3 separate regions of the Mus musculus genome follow, and all the other regions are linked to region 2. A link is a contact called in public HiCAR-type and HiChIP or PLAC-seq data. All regions are on one chromosome and are shown on one strand. Each heading gives the region's core, a stretch centred on a gene start, on an enhancer-like site or on the middle of the called end of the contact. The rest is flanking DNA. Distances are from core to core; before and after follow the strand shown.

Region 1 (3,727 bases), core at 647-3,146, 670 kb before region 2:
TGGCAGGTAGGCACTGAGGGATGCTGGGAGAACCTGGAGATTGGGGAAGGCAAACAATAGGAAATACCCCTGTGGAGGCTGTTAAACCTGAGCAGGCCACAGAGAGCCTCTGAGGCAGAGAATCAGCTGAAACCTGAGATGTCGGGATCAGGATTCCAGAAAGCTGGAAAGCGCCTGGCATCTTGTGGACCATAAAACTTATTTAGTGGGTGAATACAGATGGATACAGATGAATACAGTGAATACACATGGATAACACTGGAGCTGGGCTTGGTGGTGGACGCTTTAATCCCGGCACTTAGGAGGTAGAGGCAGGTTGGTTTCTGAATTTGAGGCCAGCCTGGTCTACATAGCATGTTCCAGGCCAGTCAGGGAATATACAGATGCTGCTTCAAACAAATCCCTACAAACAACCCTAAACTAAAAATATACCCACTACGCCCCTAAAAACAGAACGGTGAGGGCTCAGCGACGGAACTTCAGAAATCTGTGAGTTTTATTTTTTTAAAAAGATTTATTGATTTTATGTATGTGAGTACACTGCAGCTGTCTTCAGTCACACGCCAGAAGAGGACATCAGATCCCATTACAGGTTGTGAGCCACCATGTGGTTGCTGGGAATGGAACTCAGAACCTCTTCAAGAGCAGTCAGTGCTCTTAACCACTGAGCCACCCCTCCAGCCCTTGAGCTTTATTTTTGTCAATAACCCTATCGGCTTGAGCTGAGTCTAGACTGTCATTTTGGACTAAATTAGTGGATCTTTCCGTTTTTGGGGGTGTGCCAGGTCCAAAGCGAACCCCCAATTCCTCCCCCAAAAGGGAAGGCTTGTGTTGAATATTGAAAGTGTAAACAAAAGGATTGCTGGTGGACAGACCCGAGTAGTCCTCTGTAACCTGTTGGTTTCTGTCTACCAAAAGGAGTCACTCCTTTATCGTCCTTGCCTTTGGTAAAGGAGACTTAAGCCAAGCTAACCTGCAGGGTCCTTGGTCCCTAGTAACATATATCTGTTATGAGTAGCAAAGCAGCCTGGCCCTCCTTACCTCCTCCACTATGCTCCCAGGCTGTTCCAGATTACAACTTGCACACTCCCCTCCGCAGCAGTTACGCTACAGCAAGGTCCCGACCGGCTCTTCTCCCTCTTCGCTAATTTTTTCTGCCCGGAAGATATAGCCCTGGCCTTGGCCAGTCTGTTTTTTTCTCTCTGCTCAGGAGTCTTCCAGATGCTGTTTGGTCTCATCTACAATAAAACCTCTCCAGTCTTGGAGCAGAGATTTTGATGGTTTCTTGACTGCGCCCTAGTTTACAGAGGGCTTGGGGCTTTTCCCCTTGGCCCTAATATGAACTCACTTCTTTTTCTTTCTCTCTCTCTCTCTCTCTCTCTCTCTATATATATATATATATATAATATATATATATAAATATATATAAATATATATATACACACACACACATATATAAAATATATATATAAATATATATAAATATATATAAATATATATAAATATATATAAATATATATATATACACATATATAAATATATATATACACACATATATAAATATATATATACACACATATATAAATATATATATACATATATATAAATATATATATATATTTATATATATATATTTTAAGAACTCACTTATCAAGCCCGTGCTTTGCTAACAGCCTCCCCATCTGAGAAACTGGAGAACCCTCAAGGAGTCAGGCTTGAAAGTATTCAGTCCAAAGGCAAGTCAAGGAGAGGGTGTCGCTGACACTCGGGCCACTAGAGGCCGCCCGAGAGGCACCTCTTCGGCTTTCTGACTTCTGTATCCGCCCGCCACTGTGCCACGTGACTCCCGCCGCTCCGCCCAGCCTCCTCTCGCTTCCGGTAGGGGCGGAAAGCGGAAGTGTGGGAGGGTTCGCGGGGCGGGCTCCGGGAGGATGGAGCATTGAGGCAGTCTGGGCGGCTGCCGGCAGCGCCATGGAGACCGTGCAGCTGAGGAACCCACCGCGCAGGTGAGGGGCCGTAGGCTGAGAGGCAAGAGAGTTGGGTGAGGAGAGAAGGCGCGAGCTTGCTGAGGGTAGACCCCGGCGTGCGAGCTCGGGCCGGGAGGAGAGGGACCCGCGAGGCTGGTGACCGGGCTGCAGTAGCACCTGCCGAGAGAGGAGGGAGCGTCCGCTGGCCCGGGCAGAAGTGGTTTTGCTTAGAGAGAGCACTCTCTGGGCAACGTGCGGACAAGTTAGGGGAGACCCCAGCAGAGGCCGGGGAAGGCGCCCCAAGAAGGGACCCGAGGATGTAGGGGCGAATGCTGAGGCCGGGTGAGCGAGGACTTAACCCTGTTGCTTCGCTTTCGAGGCAGAAGTCGTTAGAAACATTGATTGGAGGTCCCATGGCTAAGTAAGGGGTGGAGCGGGGATTTTGGGTCCTGGTGGTTCTGTCCCAAGTCATTGCTCCTAACTGCCTTACTGTGTCAGTACCAACGTTTCACGGTTCTAGTAATGGAGAAAGGGTTATGGGGGGCTAGAGTTTCCAAGGGGCTTCAGGGTGTCCGCCCCATGTAGGATGATGTATTAGTAGTGATGGCGGTAATGGCTTTTATTACTGAGTTCATGAGTGACTGCCTACTTTTTTTCAAATCGTCCTCAGCCTTCCAACACCCAAAGTTGGGACGTTGATAAAGAACAAACAAACAAACAAACAAACACCAACCCGGGAGTGGGTAATCTGAGGTCCAATAAATAGAGTTTAGACACAGTAGGCTCAGCCAGACTTTGTCCTGTTCAAATTCTGTTTCGATACTCTCTTGGCTCTAGATTCTAGAAGTATCTAGAGTTGTTTTGGGTCAAGATGAACTGACTGCTGTTGTGCTGGACCACTCCCCGTCTCACCTGGAGAAAAAAAGCCTAGAGCCTGAGGGAGTCGTGCTTCTCTCAGACACAGCTAAAAACTTGGGTTTCACAGAGAAGACATTTGACTTCCTGCAGCAGAATGAGCACTAAAATAGGAAGTGTTCAGAGTAAGGGAGTGCCGGGCACCGGAGAGGTGGTGTGTGTGTGTGTGTGTGTGTGTGTGTGTGTGTGTGTGTGTGTGAAAGCCTGGGCAGCACTCTTAGGGGAGGCAGGGTCTGTTGGAAGTACACAAACATGGAATCAAACAAACAGCTTGTTGAGATGGGCTCAGGTTTGACTTAGTGTGGTGTGCTGAGGCACTCAAAGGAGTACTTATTAATTACAGCCAGAGAATGCTGCAGGGCGGCAGGCACTGTTTCATTGCTTTCCAGCTTGCCTGTTCAGCCATAGGAAATTGCTGGTGTTTTGAACTTGTAAACATGGTACACCTTACTGGCGCAGCTAGCCTTCGCAACTATCATATAAGGAGGATATCCCTGTATCCTTAGTGTAAAGAGGATAAAGCCAGGGCACAGAGAGGCAGGCCACTTGTTAGCTGCTCCATAGTTAGAGGCACAGTTGGGGTGTTAACATCTGGTGATCTAGTCTTAAAATCCTTGCGCTTAGCTTTTTTACTCTGATGTCTCTCTGGAAGTTACCTGTTACATTGGGTCTTTCTTTGTATATACGCATCTTAGCAGATTGTTCCTGTATGTACGGAATCAGTAACCACTAGGCCAGTTATTCTTCCATTCCTTTCCCCCAAAACCTTCATTTAACTAATAGTTTTGTTCTCTCTCTCTCTCTCTCTCTCTCTCTCTCTCTCTCTCTCTCTCTCTCTCCTCCAG
Region 2 (3,513 bases), core at 701-3,200:
GTCCCTGTGGACCACATATGCCACTCTTAGACAAAATGAAAGATAGTCATCAAAATTAGAGAGGGCAGCTGCGATGACTCGGTCTTTCATGTCTCCTCTGTCACCTTCTCCCCTGCTTCTTTTTATTTGTATAGCACATGTCCTCCATTGGCTGTGATATCTAATAGTGTCCAGTGACACCGCTGAGCCCAGTAAGGTTAAGGGCAGAGTACAGGTAAAAACGTAACAACAAAAGACTATCTTCATATATCCAAAGCCAGGCATGGTAGTGTCTGCTTGCCATTCCAGTCTTGGGAAGGCAGAGAGAGACAGGTAGATTACACTGTCAGCTTGGGCCTAAATTGAAGCTCAGCCTAGAGCTACAGAGGAGGGTCTTGCCTAAGGGAAAACAAAAACAAAAAAGCCACCATTGTTTAAAGCAAGGAAGTGCCTTGTTAAAAGGTGGATGTTGGGGCTAGAAAGATGGCCCAGCAGTCATGGAGCATGTGTTGCTCTTGTAGAGGACCAGGGTTCAGTTCCCAGCACCCACAGGGAAATTTACAATTATCCATAACTTTATTTCCAAAGGATCCAATACCCTATTCTGACCTCTGCGGATACCAGGTACATAAATGATGTACATACATACATGCATACCAGCAAAACACTCATACACATAAGTAAACCTAAAAAAATAAAAGTGGACGTTGGAACATGGAACAAAACTGGCATTGTTGATTATCTAATATGTGTTTTATATGCAGTATTTTAATACATACAATAATATTTCAGAGGAAAAAGTCCTTAAGTGACGGTTGCTGGAAATTACTATTATATTAGAATAATTTAAGGAGTTACTTATACCAAAGTTTTAAGTGCTTTGCATAAAATAATCCAGCCCTAGTATCAACCATATGACGACTCTGGGGTCAATTTCCAACACGACATAAACCAAACGTGGACTGTGGCATGCCTGTGAACCGGCATTGTGGAGGTGGAGGCAGATCCTTAGTTACATGGTCCAGGCTGGAATACTTGAAACTGTGGACGAATGACCGTGCAATTAGTATGCAGGAGAATAGCGGTAAGCGATCCAGTCCCACAGCCAATGTTCTTAGCCTTTGGCTTTGAGACAGCTCTACACCACAGCTACTTCCTTCCTCGGTGTTGGGGTTATGTTATCACACCAGGCCCTATCCAACGTTAACGATCATATCACATCAGGTTGGAATCTAGATCTTTCCTAACACAAAATTCATATACGTTACACTACCTGCTTCTTGTGACCCGAGAAGAGTTATTTTATCACCCGTAACTGAATCCGAATTCTTTCACAGACAGCTTACCTCTCTGAGGTAGTGCTAAGAGGAGCTCTGGAGAACGCCACAGTTGTTAAACCTTTCATCCCCTACCTATCCCAGAATCAACCATCTAGGGGAGAGAAGGCCAGCTCTCTGCAACAGGACTAGTTCACAAGCCAAAACCCAACTTTCATTCTGATGCCTTTCGACACAAGCGGCAGCCCGCAAAGGCTAGTAGTATGGTGTTTAGGTGTTTGGGTATTTAGGGTGGCACCAACAACCCCTTCTTTTGTTGGCTTTCCCGGTTCCTGAGTCAGACTACTCCAATTCGGGGGAGGCTGTGCTAAGATTTCAGATGTTCCTGCGGTTTTCAAAGATTGAACTTCGGGCTGCCCTCATCCGAAGCCCCGTGCTCCCCCGCTGAAGTGTATGCTCTGCTGCCCTCACACCGCCCTCGTCCCTTGACTGAATGGCCCCCGAACACCCACACTCGGTCCCCAGCCGTTGTCTCCCAGGGGTCTGGAAGCCTCAACGTCGTCCCCGACACCAAAGACGAGGTGGCTCCTAGGCGGCAGTTCGGTTCCCATAGCAACCCCACGGCGCACGCGCGTCGCGCTTCCGGCCGGGTGGCTCGGGCGCTCCCGTGACGTCACGGCGCCGCTTTCCGGTGGCTGAGTCGAGCTGAGGTTGTTGTGGGCCGGGGGGCGCCATGGGGGCGACTGGCGACACCGAGCAGCCGCGGGGCCCCGGCGGGGCGGAGCGAGGTGGCCTGGAGCTGGGCGACGCGGGCGCGGCGGGCCAGCCGGTTCTCACGGTGAGGGCGCCCGGGCGAGGCCGGGGCTCGGGCCGGGCAGGGCCTCGGGCTCCCGGGCCCCGGGCCCGCGGGCGAAAGAACGCGGCGGCCGTGCGGCCCTGGGAATGTCGTTTTCTCAGTGCCGCTACAAGCTGGATTCAGATTGTAGCTAGGTGACGTGGGCCTGATGTGACACCCTCTGAGCGCCAGGTTTCTCTTCTGTGAAATGAACAGCAATAACCCGAGCTTGCTGGAGTTGTGGTGGGATGGGCTGATAAAGGCGGGTAGAACGCCCTGACTCGTCACCCGCCTCATAGTAGACCCTAGGTAAACACTGCTGCCCTTCCTCTTGCTCTTCCAGAAAAAGCGAGCTTTGGACATTGGTGACAGAAAACATTTTCCCAGTTCCTCCACCCTGACAGGGTCTTCCAGCCACTGAATTAATTCCCCTTCACCCCAAGGTGGGAGAAGTGAGAAGCAGGAACGTCTAGGTTTAGCGCCATACTCACTTTCTCCTCATCCTCACTATGAGAAGCCTCGGTGACATTTGCCCACTTGGTCCCCAACAGAACCCTTGGAACATAATGATAAAACATCGGCAGGTGCAGCGAAGGGGCCGCCGATCTCAGATGACCACAAGGTAAGGCTCGACCTGGGTGAGACCTGAGATCCAGTTGTGTGGACTGCAGTGAGTGCTTTGGGAACCCCACTGTAGGAGTCTGAGATCAACAGCCCGTAAAGAGCACAGGAGTGGGGAGGCTGTAACTTCCTGTCACCTTGTCAGGTCCACATCCTAACCAAGCAGGGAAGGAATGAACGTCTAGTCTGTCTCCGTGATTGAAGTCTGTAAGTCAGAGGATGTGAATTCAAGATTACAGACATCTGTTCTAATGCAGACTGAGATGTTTGTTAACACAAGCCTTTAGCTTTTCTTAGACTCTGTTTTCTCAGCTTTGACATGGGGCATCCAGCCTGGGGAAGGGATGGGCCTTGGGAATTCTTCTTGTATTTTTGACCTGGGATAGTGATAATCATTTATTAATTACAATACTTGGCAGAGGCAGGCAGACCTCTGTGAGTTTAAGGCCAGCCTGATCTATGTAGTGAGTTCCAAGACAACCAGACTACATAGTGAGACTCTGTCTCTAAAAAAGGAAAAGAAAAAATATGTGTGTATTATATTTCATAAAATACTTGGAAAATAATTCCTATTTCACAGAGTTATAATGAAATAAATTTTAGAATCCCATGTTGCTAACTAGCTGAGTAGTCTGGGAAGGTCTGTTTGGAACACTCCCCTGACTCTGTCTCCCCAACAACCCCAGTTTCACAGACCCAGCCATCTCTATGGATCTCCTCCGTGCTGTCCTGCAGCCTAGCATCAATGAGGAGATCCAGGGTGTCTTCAACAAGTACATGAAGGTGAGGACCTGGTGACTA
Region 3 (3,270 bases), core at 639-3,138, 650 kb before region 2:
TTCTTTTTCTGTTTTGGAGACGGTCTTCTGTAGCCCAGGCTGGTGTTAGACTCCATCCCTCTGCCTCAGCCCCCTGGGTTAGCAGCACACGGCTATCTGTGAGACTCAGTGTGTGATGCAGCTTGGGTTTCATGTGTGAGTGTGCTGTTGCACACTGGGTGCTCACTGACCTTGCTGTTTAAGTTCCTACAGCCACAGTGTGGTGGGGATGTGTGGTAAGCGTCAGGAGCTGGAGTTTTTAGTGCGTATTTGATTTTTGTCCTTAGGATAATTGGCCCCCCCCCCAAAAAAAAAAACAAAACAAAAAACCCTTTAACTTTCAAAAGACAAGTTCTTACTGTGTAGCCCTCTCTGGCCTCTGTAAACCAGGCTGACCTCAAACTCAGAGGCCCTGCTTCTGCCTCCCGGGTGCAGAGTGTGTGCCTCATCACTCTGGGTTCCTTCCCTCCCTTTTAGGCACAGCCTCATCCTGTAGCCAAGGCTGGCCTGGAATTCCCTGTGTAGCTTGGTCTTGAAGCCTCCGTCTGTCAGGGCTGCTTAGAGTACAAGAGTGAACTAAGGACCGGCTGGGCAGGCTTAGATTCATATTCTATCCCCATCTCAGATTCATGTTTATTCATTCATTCTGTCTGTCTGTCTGTCTGTCTGTCTGTCTGTCTCTCTCTCTCTCTCTCTCACATACATACACACACACACACACACCCCTCTCAAATTTGTATTTTAAAGTTTTATTTTTGTGTGTTGGGTGCAGTGCCTTTGGAAAGCCAGAAGAGGGTGTTGGATCTTTTGGAGCTGGAGTTATAGGTGGTTGGGAGCCACATGGTTGTTGGGAGCCAAATTCAGGTCCTCCAGAAGACTAGGGAGTGTTCCTAACCACTGAGCTGGCCGGCCTGCTTGTCCTTTAGTTTCTAAAGTTTTTTTTTTTTTTAAGGAAAATCAATATCTGTCTCCATCTCTCTCTGGATTTTTATCTTTGGTGTTCTGTTCCAGCACCATATACCAGTTCATCTATACTTCAGTATTCTTCTGGGCTTTGTTTTCTATATTTGAGAGTTACCTTATTTGAACTTATTTTGGTAAAAGTATTAGATAGAATTTTTTTTAAAGATTTGTTTATTATTATACATAAGTACACTGTAGCTGTCTTTAGAAACACCAGAAGTGGGCGTCAGATCTCATTACAGATGGTTGTGAGCCACCATGTGGTTCGGGGATTTGAACTCAGGACCTTCGGAAGAGCAGTCAGTGCTCTTACCCACTGAGCCATCTCACCAGCCCTAGATGGAATTTAAGTTTAGAGTTTCATACATGACTACCTAGGTTTTAGTTTGTTTCTGTTCCTCTTCCTCCTCTTCCTCCTCCTCTTTTTCTTCCTCTTCCTCCTCTTCCTCCTCCTCTTCCTCCTCCACTGAGATAGGGTATCATTACATAGTACTGGCTGGTCTAGAACTTTGATATAGACCAGGTGGCCTTGAACTCAGAGAGATCTGCCTGCCTCTAGCTCCAAATGCTGGGGTTAAAGGTTTGTGCCACCACCCTTGGCCAGTGCTTTGTAGTTTGGGGATATTCTGTCCTTCTCACACTGGTTTGAAAGCATGTTAAATTGTCTGTGTGGCATAGAGAGCTGACGGGCTTTTGATTGTGTGCGTATATAGTTATATGAGCCAGTTTTTGGGTTTAACGCTTTCTGTTGCTCTGTTGTACTTAATAACTCTGTAACTAATTGGAGTTTAGGATACACAGGTTACATAATTCTCAAAACACTTTCCTTTATGTAGCTATCCACTTCTGGTTTAAATAATCTAGTAAAAATAACTCTGGGTATCACCATTTGAAAACATGCTGGCAAGTTTGAGGTTTCTGCTAAGGAAATGATTAAGCCCAAGTTGTTTCCTTTGTTGTTGTTGTTTTAAATTTGGTGGACAGTGTGAGGTTAGCTTAGAAGTGCCATCTGTCATTGCTCCTAACTGACATAACCTAAGTCACAGGCACTTCAGGAGTATGGGAATAGGGATGGGAGACTTGTCTGTATCTTTGCTGGGTTTGGAAGTCCTCTCCCTAACTGTGCATCAGTTGTAGCAAGATTCTGGGAAAGCGTTTACCTGCTTATTAGTGTAGTAAGTGCCATATACCCTTCTTCAAACCACAGGGGAACCTTGGGACCATTTTTTATATCTCAGCTTTAAGACGATTTTTCTAATTGCACATATAAACCAAGGGAGTGTTACCGAGTGTAAGAAGGAAAACATCTGAGTAGCTCTGCCCTCTAGCTGTGACCGTTCCTAACAGTGCTTATCACTCCAGGCTGCTCTTGTGCGGCCCTGGCGTTTCTGTTGACTGGGTGTTGCATTCTCTTGACTGTTGTTTTGTTTTCACAGAAATAAAGCTGTATTCTTCAATATTTTGTAAACTATTTCTTTTGGTGTTGCAATAGCTTACACGTTTTCCATACCTGTTTTCATTTGAAATAGAGGTTTGCTATTTAGTTCTGTCTATCCTCAAAATTAAGAGCCTTTTGCTGTGTCTCTCGTGTGTGGGCTGTAGGTGAATGTTCACTCTGCCTGCCTCTTGAGAGAATTTTTAACATGGTATTTCAGTATATACGTATGTATTGTAATATTTATTTTTCTTTTTGAGCAGGGTCTTACTAGGTATTCCTGGCTGGCCTGGAACTTGCTATGTAGATCAGAATGGCCTAGAAAGCATGCACAAAGATCTGTTTGCCTCTGCCGCCTTGGATGCTGAGATTAAAGGCTGGTCTTACTTATTTATGATTTTGAGACTAGGTTTCATTCTAGGTTCCCTGCCATTCTGGAACTCACTGTGCAGTCCAGGCTGGCCTTGAATTCTCTGAGATCTTCTTACCTCAGCTCCCTGAGGACTCAGATTACAAGTGTTAGGCACCTGTGTGGTGATTTCTTAAAAAATTATTTTTATTATTGTTATGTAACTCAGGTTAGGTGCTTAATTATTGAGACAGAGTACCGCAGCATTGTCTTGATCTTGAGCTATGTTGTTCAGGTGGCCTTTGGAGTAGCTGAGGTAGAGGTGTCCCTGGCTTGGTAGTCACTTGAACATTCTACTTTTGTGTGTATGGTTTAGGGTACTCACATGTAAGGTAAATGTCTAGAAAGATACTTGGTTAGAGAGATATAGATATTTTAAAAAAGTTTACTAAATATTGCCAGTTGGTGAGGTTGTACTTTCTCATACTCCAGTGATCAGATGTTTCATGTATGTTTTTTATTAGTACTAGTTTAAATTTAAAAA

What was found. HiCAR-type assays count read pairs that join an accessible place to other places. HiChIP or PLAC-seq counts read pairs in DNA pulled down with a chosen protein or histone mark.
Region 1: a HiCAR-type map of astrocytes shows a contact between it and region 2, with 3 times the contacts expected there. The contact joins the promoter of Stk4 here to the promoter of Dnttip1 in region 2. A contact is called at or near these places in 3 of 39 promoter capture datasets (hippocampal neurons, liver and pre-B cells) and 3 of 115 datasets of contacts at active chromatin or transcription factors (astrocytes, bone marrow-derived macrophages and embryonic midbrain).
Region 3: an H3K4me3 HiChIP or PLAC-seq map of bone marrow-derived macrophages shows a contact between it and region 2, with 3 times the contacts expected there. The contact joins the enhancer-like site here to the promoter of Dnttip1 in region 2. A contact is called at or near these places in 3 of 39 promoter capture datasets (hippocampal neurons, liver and pre-B cells), 2 of 484 Hi-C or Micro-C datasets (the G1E-ER4 cell line and cortical neurons), 1 of 115 datasets of contacts at active chromatin or transcription factors (bone marrow-derived macrophages) and 1 of 9 other capture datasets (pancreatic islet).

Annotation. Positions count from the first base shown.
Region 1 is chr2:164,072,242-164,075,968 of GRCm38.p6, forward strand. Stk4 (serine/threonine kinase 4) reads left to right here and starts at 1,897. Exons shown (of 11, transcript NM_021420.4): 1 at 1,897-2,006. The coding sequence starts at 1,972.
Region 2 is chr2:164,744,065-164,747,577 of GRCm38.p6, forward strand. Dnttip1 (deoxynucleotidyltransferase, terminal, interacting protein 1) reads left to right here and starts at 1,951. Exons shown (of 13, transcript NM_133763.1): 1 at 1,951-2,094; 2 at 2,643-2,713; 3 at 3,399-3,495. The coding sequence starts at 1,990. It also overlaps a transcript of Wfdc3 not described here.
Region 3 is chr2:164,092,078-164,095,347 of GRCm38.p6, forward strand. All of the region lies in intron 5 of Stk4 (serine/threonine kinase 4), which reads left to right. Among named protein-coding and RNA genes, the nearest start is that of Stk4, 20 kb to the left of the region's middle. Within about 2 kb of position 1,889, at least 28 of the 459 cell types and tissues checked have an H3K27ac peak or open chromatin away from gene starts, as enhancers often do. A contact at or near this core is called in bone marrow-derived macrophages and pre-B cells, where this site is marked.